Linked DNA regions of Gossypium hirsutum: region 2 is linked to region 1. The links are chromatin contacts, called in public Hi-C maps. All regions are on one chromosome and are shown on one strand. The core of a region is the stretch at or near the end of the contact, and the rest is flanking DNA. Distances in the headings are between cores, read along the strand shown.

Region 1 (7,048 bases), core at 2,882-5,381:
TATGGTCCCACTTTCGTTTTCAAAGTAAAACACATGATGATAGTGCTATGAAAAAAAGTGATCAATTTCACTTGTGTTTTTTAAATCAAACCCACCAACCTAAAAAGAATGATCAAAGAAAGGCTTCAAATTCAACTTGATTGGTAATGTAGGTATGCTTAACAATTCCTTTTAGTTGTCAATTTTTTGTTTTTTTGTTCTTTTTTTACTACAAATTCAATGTTAAATAAAGGGTTTTTATTATTCAAAACAATGCTATTTTTTTAAATGCTTTTTTGAATCAAAGTAAAAAACTTATCATGTGTTTTTAAAAATATTTTTAACAGTATTTTTTAAAGTCACTTCAATTGTAACAATAATGCTAGACTGGCCTCAGACTAAACAGAGCTTTTATTCAAGACGCATTTGGTGAAATTCTAATTTTAGTCCTTTTAATATGCTCAAATTTGAAATTCAAATTTTATTTATATATTTTTTCCCAAACACTTTTTTTAACTAACATGATGACGTGTTTTTTAAAATACTTTAAAAATAATTTTCAACCATTTAAAATAATTATTGATATTAAAAAAATACAAAATATCAAATTAAAATATAAAAATTAAATTGACATAAAAAAATATAAAAATTAAATAAACAAGGTATAATGACTTTGTTCTCCCTCCAACTTTATTTAAAAAAACAAAAATTCATTTTAGTTTTTCATTTAATCTTTTACCTATTTTAGCTCAAATCACCTTAACATGGATGAAAAATTAGTGTTATTAATTTTACTATTGTGACATATATGTGGGTTGCCACTTGAATGACACATTGGTATTTAATTAATTTTTAAAAATTTAAAAATTATATTTTTTATATATTGTTTATACTTTTCTAATAACTTTTAATTTTTTTAAAATATTCTTTTAAATTTTTAAAATTTTTAAAAATTAATTAAATGCTAATATATCATCTGTATGGCAATCCACGTATATGCCACATCAATAAAATTAAAAAATATTAACTTTTTTATCCATTTTAAGGTAATTTGATAAAAATATAAATTTAAAAAACGAAAAGTTAAATAGAGAGCTAATTAAATTATTATCCCAATAAACAAACATAAATTCAACTGAAGGTGAGCAAAACTTGATTCGATTCAAAAAAACCGAAAAAAAATTAAATTTTGAATTAATCGAATTGAGTTATTCAATTCAACTTGAATAAGTAGTTCGAGTTTCAAGTTAGAGTTGAATTAAATTTTACAAATTGAGCAACTCAAATATTTCGAATAATCGTTTAATATAAATACTCATTAAGTCCTTGTCAATTTTTAAAAATGAAAAAATTGCTCTCTCAACAAAAAAAAATACAAAAAAAAGAAACTTAAAATAATTTTGAAATTCAAATTATTTATAAAATTATAATTTTTTTTAAAAAATCTAACAAATATATAAAAAATAATAATTTTCTAAAATAATAATTTTTGGGACCTAAATAATTTAATTTATAAATTAAATTTATCATATTAAAGTATTTTATTTTATTTTTTATTTTACTTTGAAAATAATTTCAAATATATATAATTTTAAATTTATATTCTCCATAAAATTAATTATATTATAACAAAAAATTAATTCAAGATATTTTTTTAATTTACCTCAAATAATTTTATTTAAATTAATTCAAATTTTATTTCAATTCAATTACCTGTTAAATTTCACTCCATCAAACGTCAAATTGATAGGCGGGAATGGCAACTCCAAACTCTTACTATCCCCCATACATCATTTACATGCACATTAAATTTGGGTGTAAATGCATAGTAGCCAAACATAATCTCCCACGTGCATCACAGCCAAGCACCTGACAGTGCGACAGATGGAGATCGCCATTTTATGTGGACAAACAAATTTAAAAGGAAAATATTTGACAAATCTAATAAAAAATATTTCACACATTAAAATTTTTAAACTCCACAAATGATATTAAAAATAAACAAATATTATATAAAATATTTTATCCTAGCCAGGCGCGGGTATAGTCCCGGCCATCTCTAAAATTAAAATTTTTTTAACTCCCTTTAAAACTTATAAAAATTTAAATTAATAAAAATAAAATTATATTTTAATCTCTCTAAAAATAATAAAAATTTAATTTTATCTTTTAAAAATTATAAAAATATACAATTTAATTTAAACAATTACACTTAAATTCAGACTTCGCCACTACTTATAAAATAAAAATATAAGATTAATGTACCTAATACTCAGTAAATAAATTCATATATATTTGTACCAAATTACCCCATCTCTCCCTTCAATTTCAATCCCACCATCGTTCCTCTTCTGTTCTGTCCCTTTCAATCCAAAACAAAACGTGGGGTCTTTGTAAGCATGGCCTGCCCTCTCCTCCTGTAAAACAGGCCAATACCCTCTTTACACAGTTTTTCTCCACTTCCAGACTTGGAACCTACAGGTTTCCACAGTCTTGTCTGAAAAAACAACTAAGGGTCCATTGCATGGCATGCCCTTCTACAACATTTTTCTTGTACCCACTTTAACTCTTAGTAGATAACAGCTAAAAACTAATGCTAGTAATGGCAATGGTGACAATCATATGATTCATGAACCAGGAAACAGTACTAATTGGGACATTAATGGATATAAATGCCTAGAGAACAACCAAATAACACAACTGATAAACCCCATTCAAAGGAAACTTAAAATAAAAAATAAAAAAACCAGAAAATGAAATGAAAGTGCCATATTTTTTTTCCTGAACACAAAGTTCCAACAGATGTAAACAATACCAGTAGTAGATCTACACCAATAATTAAACCCTGAAATTAACCCCCCCCCAAAAAAAAAGATTGAAAATGTAAAGCTTTTCACCTACCACTCCCTCTATTGATCATCTCCTTGTACCTAATGATGGAATCAAGCTTTTGCAGTTTCAGCTGGTGCTTGAACTTGTTGATGAAATCATCAGCTTTGGCATCCACCTCATCGTCTTCTTCCTCCGTAGCTTTCTCTTTCCCTTCTCTCACGGTGGCCGGCCGTCGATTTTCCACGATATCTCCTTCCTCGAAATGTTGAAAAGCAGACTTTACACTTGCAGATTTCTTCATCTTCCTCGGAAGCTTAGTTGGTACCTCACCAGATGCTGGTTTAGTATCAGATTTGGTCCTCGCAACATGATTTCCCTCCTTCAGTTGACTGTATACTTCATCAAGCGTTTTTCCTTCACCTTGGGTTCCCTCCCTTTCATCTTGTTTTTCAGGCTCTTGCACCTTTTCATCATGTCCCTCACCCTGAGCTACCTCTGGAGGATAATGGGGGTAACTCTCATGGCTTTTGGTCTGCTCTGGGGAGAAGTAACCGTAGAGGTTAATGGACTTTAGCCTTTGCAAAACAGAAGGGGATCTCTCAAAGGAAGGCTGGCGCTGTTGTTGAGGGGTTTGTTGTTGAAAAGAGAAATGGAAATCACCCACATCAGAGACACTTTCATAGGCAGTGGTAGCACTAGCAACAACAGGTTCTTGAGATCTGTAAGCAGACAAGTTGATAGATTTCAGCCTCTGCAACATAGATGGAGATCTAACAAACTTTGGGTTTGTTTCATCATCTGGGTGGTACTGCCTTTGTGCGTCACTACTAGGCTTGCTGGAACTCAAAGTGGAAGTGAAATAGATGGTACCTATTGTAAGGTTAAGGAAGACAAAGAACACAGTTGGGGTAAACCAGCTTAAAATGGAAGACCATAGGGAATATGGTACTGTTGACATTGGTTCTTCCAACGTGGCTTTGGATGTGTCTGGTTAGGGACTAAAATGAGAAGAGAAAGACAAGGGGTAATGGGAAAAGAAATGGTGGAAGGTAAAGTGGTGGAGGGTTGTGTTTAAGGGCGGGCCAACTGTTTATGAAATTTTTATGGGGGATTTTCTCTAGGATATTTGAGTTTGGATACTTGTCAAGATCTCCATTTTTTGTGTTGATGTATAATAAAGAAAGGGTTATATATATATATATAATTTTTTAAAGTTTTTAGTGTGAAGATTTTGAAAAGGCATGTGCTGGGGAGAGTGAATAGATTTTGTGAGAAACAGACAAAAGAGAAGGGAGAGATTGGCTTGGCTTTTATGGAAGCCAGAGCAAATATGAGGGTGTAGGGCTATCTTTCATTAAAGGAGGGCTGAGTGGCTGACAGTGTATCGCATTTAGGGTTTTGATATAATGGTATTTGATGTTAAGTGTTATGTTTTACTTTCATAAACTTTTTTAAGGATTAATTGTACTATACATTTTTAATGTATAGCTCAAAATTTTTAATAATTACTATCAATCAAGAATTTTTGTCAATCTAGCTATTATTTTATGTATCAAATTCTATTTTCGTAATATTTTTCGCTCGTTTTCACCATCAATACAATGATAGATGTTATTATAATATTTTTAAGTTTAACTTTCTTTTCCTTTTATGAAAATGTTTATTTTATTTTATATTAATATTCTTTAAATCAAATTAATCAAGTTTTAAAAAAAACATAAATGCATTTAAACCTCATCATAAATTAATTTCAAACTTCATTTAAACTTAAATACATGGCATAAACTCATTCAAGTAACATAACGAAATAAAACTTAATTAATAACATCAAAATAACTTGAATTTCAACTATTTTTTTTATAAATATCATATTCAAATTAAGTCTTTATGTACATGTCAAAGTCCTTATGCAATAACAATTAATATAAATACATTACAACTTCAATGAAAGGTGATGTGAAATTCAAATCTTATACTTCTCATTGGCGCGTTTTAAACCACTAATGCATGAGCCTAACAACTTAGTATGTAATCAAGGATAAGCTTATTTATCTTATACTAATATAAATGTTAAGTCCCTTATTAAGAATTTTTCAAGTTCATTTCCATCATACTAAGCCATTTTAACAGATTCGGTTTTGATTACTGATTATAGAGTTCAATTTACTGGTTATTGGTTCTTTAACAATTCGTATTGAGAATTCATGTTCAAGATTATTATCAAGGTTACCAATATTGTTCAATCTAAGTTCATAGCCTTTTTAACTTAACTTTCTAGTTTATTCACATGTGTGTTCCACTTATGGCTATAAATTCTTTATGTAAGGCATATCTTCCCTCATTTGTTTCCTTATTAGGGGTATACCAATACATAATTTTTAAGCACAATTTCATGTCTTATGGCTACAGGATGACCTTATCATAAAAACATAGCCTTTTAACTTGTTAATCCTTTAAAAAAATATACTTTAGAGTACATTTAAATTTTATAATCATAAGAACATCTTATTATCAATATTTTTATTCAAATGGCCCATAATAATATAAGGAAATGACTTGGATACATGGGACTTCCTCCAAAACACACCAAAGAGCACATAGTGCTAGGTACCAAATCAAATCCCTTCAAAACACACCAATGGGGACCAAAGTGCCAAGCCGCCAAACACACCAAAGAGCACCTAAGTGCTAAGCCCGAAGGCGTTAAAATATGCATGTGACTGCATAACCTAAAGGCAGCAGAGAGTGTGTGTAATATGTGCAAAGATTGAAGGCAACAAAACTCCAAGTATGACATTCTAAGTACACATAAATCCATACTAGTGTAACACACCTAACCCGTATCTGTCGTCAGGAAAGGGTTACGAGGTATTACTAAACGAAAACACAATTTTCGGACATTCATGGATACACATAGAAATTTAATCATTTTAATTCATCACATTTGGACCTATACTAAATCAAATCAATTATAATAGGTTATATAGATATATTAAAAACCAAGTTACTATTCATAAGGTCATTTTCCTAAAGTTTAGCCGAACATATATAACATGCTAACCACGTATGTCTTATTTAAAGTCAACTTTCATTCTTCTTTATTACTATATACACATATAACACTTCTAATAAACAAGCATTACTTCAATTATCATATATTCAATCAATCTACGAATAATTTCAAAACATAATTATTTAATCAAATATACCAAAATGTATATGCCAACATCATGACAAAAATTACAATTACATAACCTATTTACTTGTTCATCTACTCGACTATCAAAATCAAACATTTTAATCATACCAATTCCACCATAAATTTTAAGTTAAACTTACCATATAATATTCGTATACACATATGTCAACTTGTCACATAAATATCAAACCACCAACGTACATGTTATATGCATACATATCTAATTTATCTATCGTTAACTGAATACACATACATATCATTTACCAATTCTAAACAAAGCTTATAAGACAAATTATATGTCAAATTTTATGTCAAAAATAAACCACACCAAATAACCAAATGCATAATATAGTAAAGCCATTTCATAGCCTATTAAAAACATGTAATACATATAACATATTATTCCATTTTCAAATGTAATTGCCGAACATATCCATACTTGATATCATGCATATCACACACATATTTTATAAATCAAAACACAAATCTTACATACCATATAATAGACATATCAAAATAAATTTCTACCATGTTCGAACATAACCAATATCATTTAATGCCAATTTACATAATAACACCTTAATCAATATATCAACCAAATTCACATATACTTTTAGCTATGCATAACCATAGCTGAATCAACCACAATTTCACTTTAAACCAAATATATCATACGCATATACTTTGGCATAACTTCATTACCATTATCATATATATATACCATGATTCACATATAAATACATTTTGACCGGAACATCAAAACCAGAACCAAACATACTCATAAGTTGTTCAAAACTTGAAACCAATTCTAACAAAACAAACAAGCCATTTTCTTCTGGCTTATATATATACATAAACCAAAAATCCAGCATTTCAAAATATAATCTAACCTATACATGCCATAGTTTCAAAAATTTAGCTTATAAAATACCAAAGACAGTCGATAGTGTGATCGACTTTGCTGACGATCCCCGAGCTCGTAACTAGATCTCGAAATCTATAAAATAGAGGTAAACATAACACATAGTAAGCTATTTA
Region 2 (7,048 bases), core at 2,648-5,147, 650 kb after region 1:
GTGTCTCAGCCGTGTATGCTACACAGCCTAGAACAAGGACGTGTGTTTTGGCCGTGTGAATCCTGCACCTAATTTACAAAAATTAAGTTAACCACACAGCCTAGCACACAGGTGTGTGACCGGTTGTGTAATCCAAGTCAAAGAGTTACACGGGGTCGGACATGAGACACAGGCGTGTCCCAATGCCACACGAGCGTGTGACCCCTGTATATGAGAGAAATTGTGAAATTTTGTAAAAAATTCCCCGAGTTCCTGATTTAGTCTCGACTTGATTCCAACATTTATAATGGGCCTCGAGGTTTCATCAAAGGACAATATGATTAGGTTCGATTATGAATAATAATTAACATGAATTATCTGTAATGTTCTGAAAACTCTAGTAATGTTCCGTAACCCTGTTCCGGCGATGGATACAGGTTAAGGGTGTTACAATTGGTGTAAAGTTTAAGTATGTTCATGGTACCATTTGGTATGATCTAGGAACTTGAAAATGTGCATTTAGGGTCATTTCACCATCAAGTCTAGAGAAAGACATCTCTCGAGTCTGTCTCAAGATAGTTGGAACAAAATTTACCATACATATCGAAATTAATAAATTTTGTCCTGTTCTAGGTCTCGAGACAAGAACTCATTGTCTTGAGACATTCAAACTTGAAACTAAAATAAGAAAATAGGTAAGGTTGGTCTTGAGACATGAGGGACCTTGTCTCACGACATGGATTTTAATGTCTCGAGACATGCCATTATCGAAGAAAAATAAATAAATAATTTCTTAAAATAAAATGAGCTCTGTCTCGAGACATGGAGTTCTCTGTCTCGAGACATAGCATTGAAACTTGATAATTGAGTTGGATTTGAGTCCTAACTCTAAAATCAACCCCACAATAACTCGTAACTTATTGAATTAGAATCCTATGTATAAATGAATTTACGTATATGAACATAATGGGTGATTTAATTGTTATGCACGGTAATTATGATCTAAACTTTGTCAACATGTGCTAAGTTAGTTCAAGTTGTTTCGATAACATAATGTGACATCATATATTCGGATCTGGTGAACGGGTCGTGTGTGGTGTTACAAGTCTTCTTATGTTTTTTTTCCTTAAATTGTTTTATGTATAAGATTATTATTTTATTTATAAAAATATTATTTTAATTAATAAATTTTGTGTTAGAAAAATGGGTATTCATTTATTTATAAATATTTTTATAATTTTGTATGTATTTTTATAAAATTTTATGTAAATTTATCAAAAAAAATAAACTTTTAAATTTTTTTTAAAATTTTTTTTAAAAATTTAAGAATCAAGACTAAATTATCAAAATGTGTAAAGTTGAGGGTTAAATTTGTTGAATTTTTAGAATTAAGACCAAATTGATAGAATATGTTAATATTGAATAGATAAAATTTTTATTATGTCAATAAAAAATCTTTCATAATGAATGAGTAAGCAAAATATTAAATTTCAATAATGTTAGTGATTAAAATAAAATTTTTTAAACCTATATGATCAAAATAGAAATAAGCTAATAGTTAAGTGACTATTTTTATAGTTTATCTAAGATTAAATTCTTTTATTTTTTATTTAAATATTTTACTTTATAGATGACATAATTATTATTTTTTTTGTCAAAATTTATTGTTGGTGTACTTGGTAAATATACTTAAAAAAATAGAAGGATTAAGGGTGTAAAAAACTTTTGAATTTTTTCAAAAAAAGTAATTAAGCTTTTGTTTTTTTTACTCAATTGAGTATCTAAATGGGTAAAATGCATTAAAAAGATCCTTTGACAGTTAACATTAATGACCTTTTCTTTTTCTTTTTTCAAGTATCTTTACCATGTGTGACTAGACCTGATCATGGGTTGGGCCACTCGCTCAAGCTCGAAAACCCACTTGAAAAGTGAGAGGGTTTGGGCAAAAATATATACTTGAAAAATGAGTTTAGACAAAAAAAGGCCCATTTTCTAAACGGGTCAGGCCTCGGGTAAGATTTTTTTGGCTCGAGCCTGGATTGACCCGAATTTGCCTAAAATTTTTCGTTGTTATTTATTGACATTTTAATGTTGTTTTGTTGCCATTTTGTTATTATATTACTATTTTTCTGTTGTTATTGTTTGGATATTGTATAACTCTTGTTTTACAATTAATTTTCTTACTATTTTAGAGGCATTTGCTTACTAAGTTGTAACTATTGTAGTGTTATTTAAATATAAAGACTTTTTCTTAAAATGTATTTTCAATTTGTTGAGAATAATTTATTTTAATATTTTTAGTATATTTGATGTTTACTTTTTAAAATTTGTTTTTATATAAAAAATAATATAAATTTTTTAATACGCCGGGCCGAGTTGGGCTCAAGGTTAGTATTTTTTTTATCTAGGTTGGGCTTAAACAAAAATTTAAGTCCATTTTTCGAGTTGAGACCTAGAAAATAGGCCTAAAAATTTGCATTAGCTCCACCCAAACTCGACCTGATTCATGATCAGGTCTAATTGTGACACTTGAAAATGATAAAAATAATAATAATACAAAAATATTGAGATATTATTTAAAATTTAGAAAAAATATAATATATAAATATATAGGAAAAAAATTAAAGGTTATAAGATTTATTCTCCATCAAGTGTGCGGTGGTGTTGTAATATATAAAATATTTTTAAACCAGTGTATTAATAGTATGAAAGGTGGAGTTGGTAACTTGGTCGTCTCTTCTTCCGCCAGCTTTGTTCATTGGCTTCTTCAATTTTTTTATATTGAAATTACGTTGAATATTCTCTGCTATTATTTGAAAATTTCAGTTTTAAGACATGCCTAAAGACCATTATGGAAGGTCAGAATTTTCGTTTAAACTAGTTTTTAATTGCATAGTTATAGTTAATTTCTTGAGACCTCCTAAATTTGATCAAAACTGATGGAGAATAGTGGAAGATAAGTTTGGAGAAAGAGGAGTAGTTTGAGTAAGTTTGATTGGTGAACTCTAAACCACAATTTAATGATTGATATGGTAGATCAATACTCATCGAGAATAGAAAACATACATTAGATTCAAGTTGATTTGATAATTAGTGTGGAGGATCAGAGAAAAAAACTATTTAATTTTTAGTTCATAAATTCATTACGTTTCAAAATTATTCATTTAAAAAAAATTAAATTGTAAAAGAGAAGGAGAAAAAAATTTTTAATTGGTGCAGACGGTATAAACGGAGAAAGCCATAAAAAAATTTTTAATTGGTGCAGACGGTATAAACGGAGAAAGCCATACAACAATAATTTTAACAATTCAATAATTTATATGAAAACTTTTAAATAATTTAATTATCATTTTATAATTTTTTAAATTTAAGTAACTACAAGATAAATTTATTAACAATTTAGTAACTTTCTACATAGTTTACCCAAATTTCTAACCATTAGCATTTTTGGTAAACCTTACAAATTTGGTTTACACTTTTTTTTTTCTTAGCATAATTGAAGACTGGCATTTTCATGTAGTTGATTTCCCCCCTCTATATCCAATATCACTTAATCAGGACTTAGTAGGATAAGTGGCAACATCAGAGCAGGTACATACGAGTAGATCCAATGGAACAACCCGCATGGAAGGTTTTTCAACCCTCATAAGACAACTACCCAAATCTCCGCTATCCAATCCATTTTCGGCGCCGTTCGTCTTTTTCATTTTCTTTTACATTTATTTATTAATTAGGGTTATTCGCTAGATTAGTATTTGAAATTTAAAATATTTTAATTGAAATATTAAAGTGTTAATATTATATTAATTAGATTTTTTTAACTTAAATATCAAATATTATTTTAAATTTGACACGAAGTATATTTAAAATAATTTATTCAAATTATAAATACATTTATATTTGTTACATTGATAGTTTAAATATAACACATTAAAAAAAAGTCTTTGTAAAATTTAGTGATAATATCTGATCTTTTATAAATCATCAAATTTAAATTATTCATGTAATAAAAATTTAGATATTAAAATTTTTATTTATCGATTTTAAATATACTTTACGTCAAAATTTAATGTTGAAATCGATGTTAGGATGATGGAAAGATACGATTATACAATATTAATACTTTGATAAATCAAATTCAACCTTTTAAGGTTTATGGATTAATTTAAATTTGGATCATAATGTAGGACTTATCCTGCAATTAACCCTCTTTAATTTTCTTCTTTGCCACTGTACTAAAGCAAACCACTGTCGAGTTTTAGGGTTTTAGAGTTTGAGCCACTTCAATCCATTGCACCCAAAAAGAAAACGCGAGAAAAAAAAAAAAGAGAATCCTTCCAACAAGTATGCCCTTCTTTCTATATTTCTTGAATTATTCCTTCTTTCTTAAAATTTTGTTTAATTCGTTGCTCTCTCTAATTTTCATATCCAGTTATTGAGATATTTGTTTATTATCTGTATTTTAACTTAAGATAGATTGCTGTTCTTTAGTTTTCGTGTTTTGGGTTAACAGAAGAATTGGTAATGATCAAGTTCTAAAAGGAAAATACCTTTTTTTTCTTTTTGCCTGTGTCTCATGGGATTATTTAAGTCTTAATAGCTGTTCATTTTCTGCTTTAACATATAAATTAATTGATGATGAATTGAATTTCTTATTTTAATTCTATGTGTTATTCTGTTGTAAATTTGCAGGTTATTTGTGAGAAATACTAGTGGGAAGTCAAAATGCAGGCTTGTAATGGAGCTGCAATGATGGGTTCTTTGCTTCAGCCCATATGGGTCAAAGGGAATAGACCAATTTTTCCTTTAAAAGGGTATGGTCTTAAGTTCAACTCTGTCAAACCCTGTAGAGCTCAACTTGAAAGCAGCTTGGTTACTGGAAAGCCTCCCTCTTCGGACTCATTCCCTGTGGTCGAAACCCGATTTGTGGACCATGGCCTCAGTGAAGCCGATCCCGAGGTTCGTGCTATTATTAACAAGGAGAAAGAGAGGCAATTCAAAAGCCTTGAGCTTATTGCCTCAGAGAACTTTACATCCCGAGCAGTAATGGAGGCAGTTGGGTCATGTCTCACAAACAAGTATTCCGAAGGACTACCTGGTAAAAGGTATATCGAGTTAAGCTAAATGCATAGAGATGTGATCTTTGTGTTTTTGGATTTATTATTTGCAGCTAATGATCTTAATTTTTATTGCAGGTACTATGGGGGCAATGAGTACATTGATGAACTTGAAATACTTTGCCAAAAGAGGGCTTTGGCAGCATTTCATTTGGATGAAAATAAGTGGGGCGTTAATGTTCAACCATTGTCTGGTTCTCCTGCTAATTTTGAGGTTTATACAGCAATTCTTAATCCGCATGATCGAATAATGGTAAGATACTTCTGCCGAACTCTGCTGCTGTAACTTAGTTCTCTCTGTTCGATAGTGCACATATAAATGATTCTTAATGTAACTGGTATAGGGTTTGGACTTACCACATGGCGGACATTTGTCACATGGATTTATGACTCCTAAAAGACGTGTATCTGGTACATCAATCTATTTCGAGTCAATGCCTTATCGGCTTGATGAATCCACAGGTAACTCATCGTTATTGTTAAGACTTAATTCGTTTAGTGGTTGGTATGCTTGCTTGGTGGTTGATTTGATTTGTCTTAAATTTGGAGCAGGCCTAGTTGATTATGACATGCTTGAGAAAACAGCTACCCTCTTTCGACCAAAACTCATAATCTGTGGTGCCAGTGCATATCCTCGAGATTTTGATTATCCTCGCATGAGGAAGGTAAGCATTGATGTGCTTATTGGTTGTGCTATATAGTCTGCCGTACTTTACTATCATTTAGTGACTTTTTTTAAGCATTTAACTTAATTGGAATTGATATCTGTTGGAAGATAGCAGATGCTGTTGGTGCATTTCTCATGATGGATATGGCTCATATAAGTGGCCTTGTTGCCGCTTCTGTAGTTGCTGACCCCTTTGAATATTGTGATATCGTGACAACAACCACACACAAGGTTTGGGATGAATATTTTCAAATGCTGTCTTGAACCATATTCATGTTAAATTCACTTCACATAGTGCTAGTTTTGCTTGTTGAAACATTAATATTTAAGGTAACTTGAGAAAATCTACTACCTTGTAGCATGGTAAATCTCGCTTGATTCTTTCCCTATTTCACTTGCCCTTGTGTAGCGAAGAATGTCTTCACGTTGTTTTGATCATGATTTACTTATCATGTGCATTAGAATTTAAATAAGCTGCTTTGCCAATAATCTCACTGATACTTGTGTGTTCCAAATAGTACTATTACTTTGTTTGTGTTAATATGTCCGTTTGAATAACCTACTTGATTTTCTTTACTCATTTCCAGTCTTTGAGAGGTCCAAGAGGTGGCATGATCTTCTTCAAGAAGGACCCTGTTCTTGGAGTTGATTTGGAATCTGCTATCAATAATGCTGTTTTTCCAGGTTTACAGGTTAGTTTGATTGGTCTCCTTTGCTCCTATTACTAATCTGAATTCCCCATTCCATCCTTCTGCCGGCTTTCAAGTTATGGAACTAGTTATATCATGAGAAGCATAATGTTTGTATATGCAGGGTGGACCTCATAACCACACAATTGGAGGACTAGCAGTTTGCTTGCAACATGCACAATCACCCGAGTTCAAGGCTTACCAGAATCAGGTACTTTCCTTCAAAGATGAGTAATAAAAAATAAAGAGGCAAAGTTATGTGGTGATTAAGTCAAAATATGGGTACTTCATGCTGCAGGTAGTGTCTAATTGTAGAGCTCTTGCAAGGCGATTGGTTGAACTTGGCTATACACTAGTTTCTGGTGGTAGTGATAATCACCTTGTGCTTGTGGATCTAAGGCCATTGGTAAGTTACCATCTCTGTGAGACATGCAAACTTGAGTGGCATTTAGAAATTGACTCAAAACTGAAAACCTGACTCAACTCGACCAACCTCACACAATTTGGCTATAAAAAGTCAACAATCTGAATCCACCCAACCCAAATACAAATTGATCTGAACTCGAATTTGACCTGAACCCAAAATAACTTGGCGC

The links. Hi-C and Micro-C count contacts between places; a contact is called where the count stands out from the background.
Region 2: a Hi-C map of leaf shows a contact between it and region 1, with 4 times the contacts expected there. The contact joins the promoter of LOC107962865 here to the promoter of LOC107962851 in region 1. A contact is called at or near these places in 9 of 34 Hi-C or Micro-C datasets (callus, hypocotyl, leaf and 1 more).

The regions. Positions count from the first base shown.
Region 1 is chrA06:30,106,774-30,113,821 of Gossypium_hirsutum_v2.1, forward strand. It overlaps LOC107962851 (pathogen-associated molecular patterns-induced protein A70), which reads right to left and starts at 4,132. Exons shown (of 1, transcript XM_016899394.2): 1 at 2,734-4,132. The coding sequence starts at 3,769. The coding sequence ends at 2,873.
Region 2 is chrA06:30,753,879-30,760,926 of Gossypium_hirsutum_v2.1, forward strand. It overlaps LOC107962865 (serine hydroxymethyltransferase 3, chloroplastic), which reads left to right and starts at 3,898. Exons shown (of 11, transcript XM_016899419.2): 1 at 3,898-4,323; 2 at 4,672-5,084; 3 at 5,175-5,349; 4 at 5,441-5,558; 5 at 5,649-5,761; 6 at 5,872-5,994; 7 at 6,351-6,455; 8 at 6,577-6,663; 9 at 6,751-6,858. The coding sequence starts at 4,705.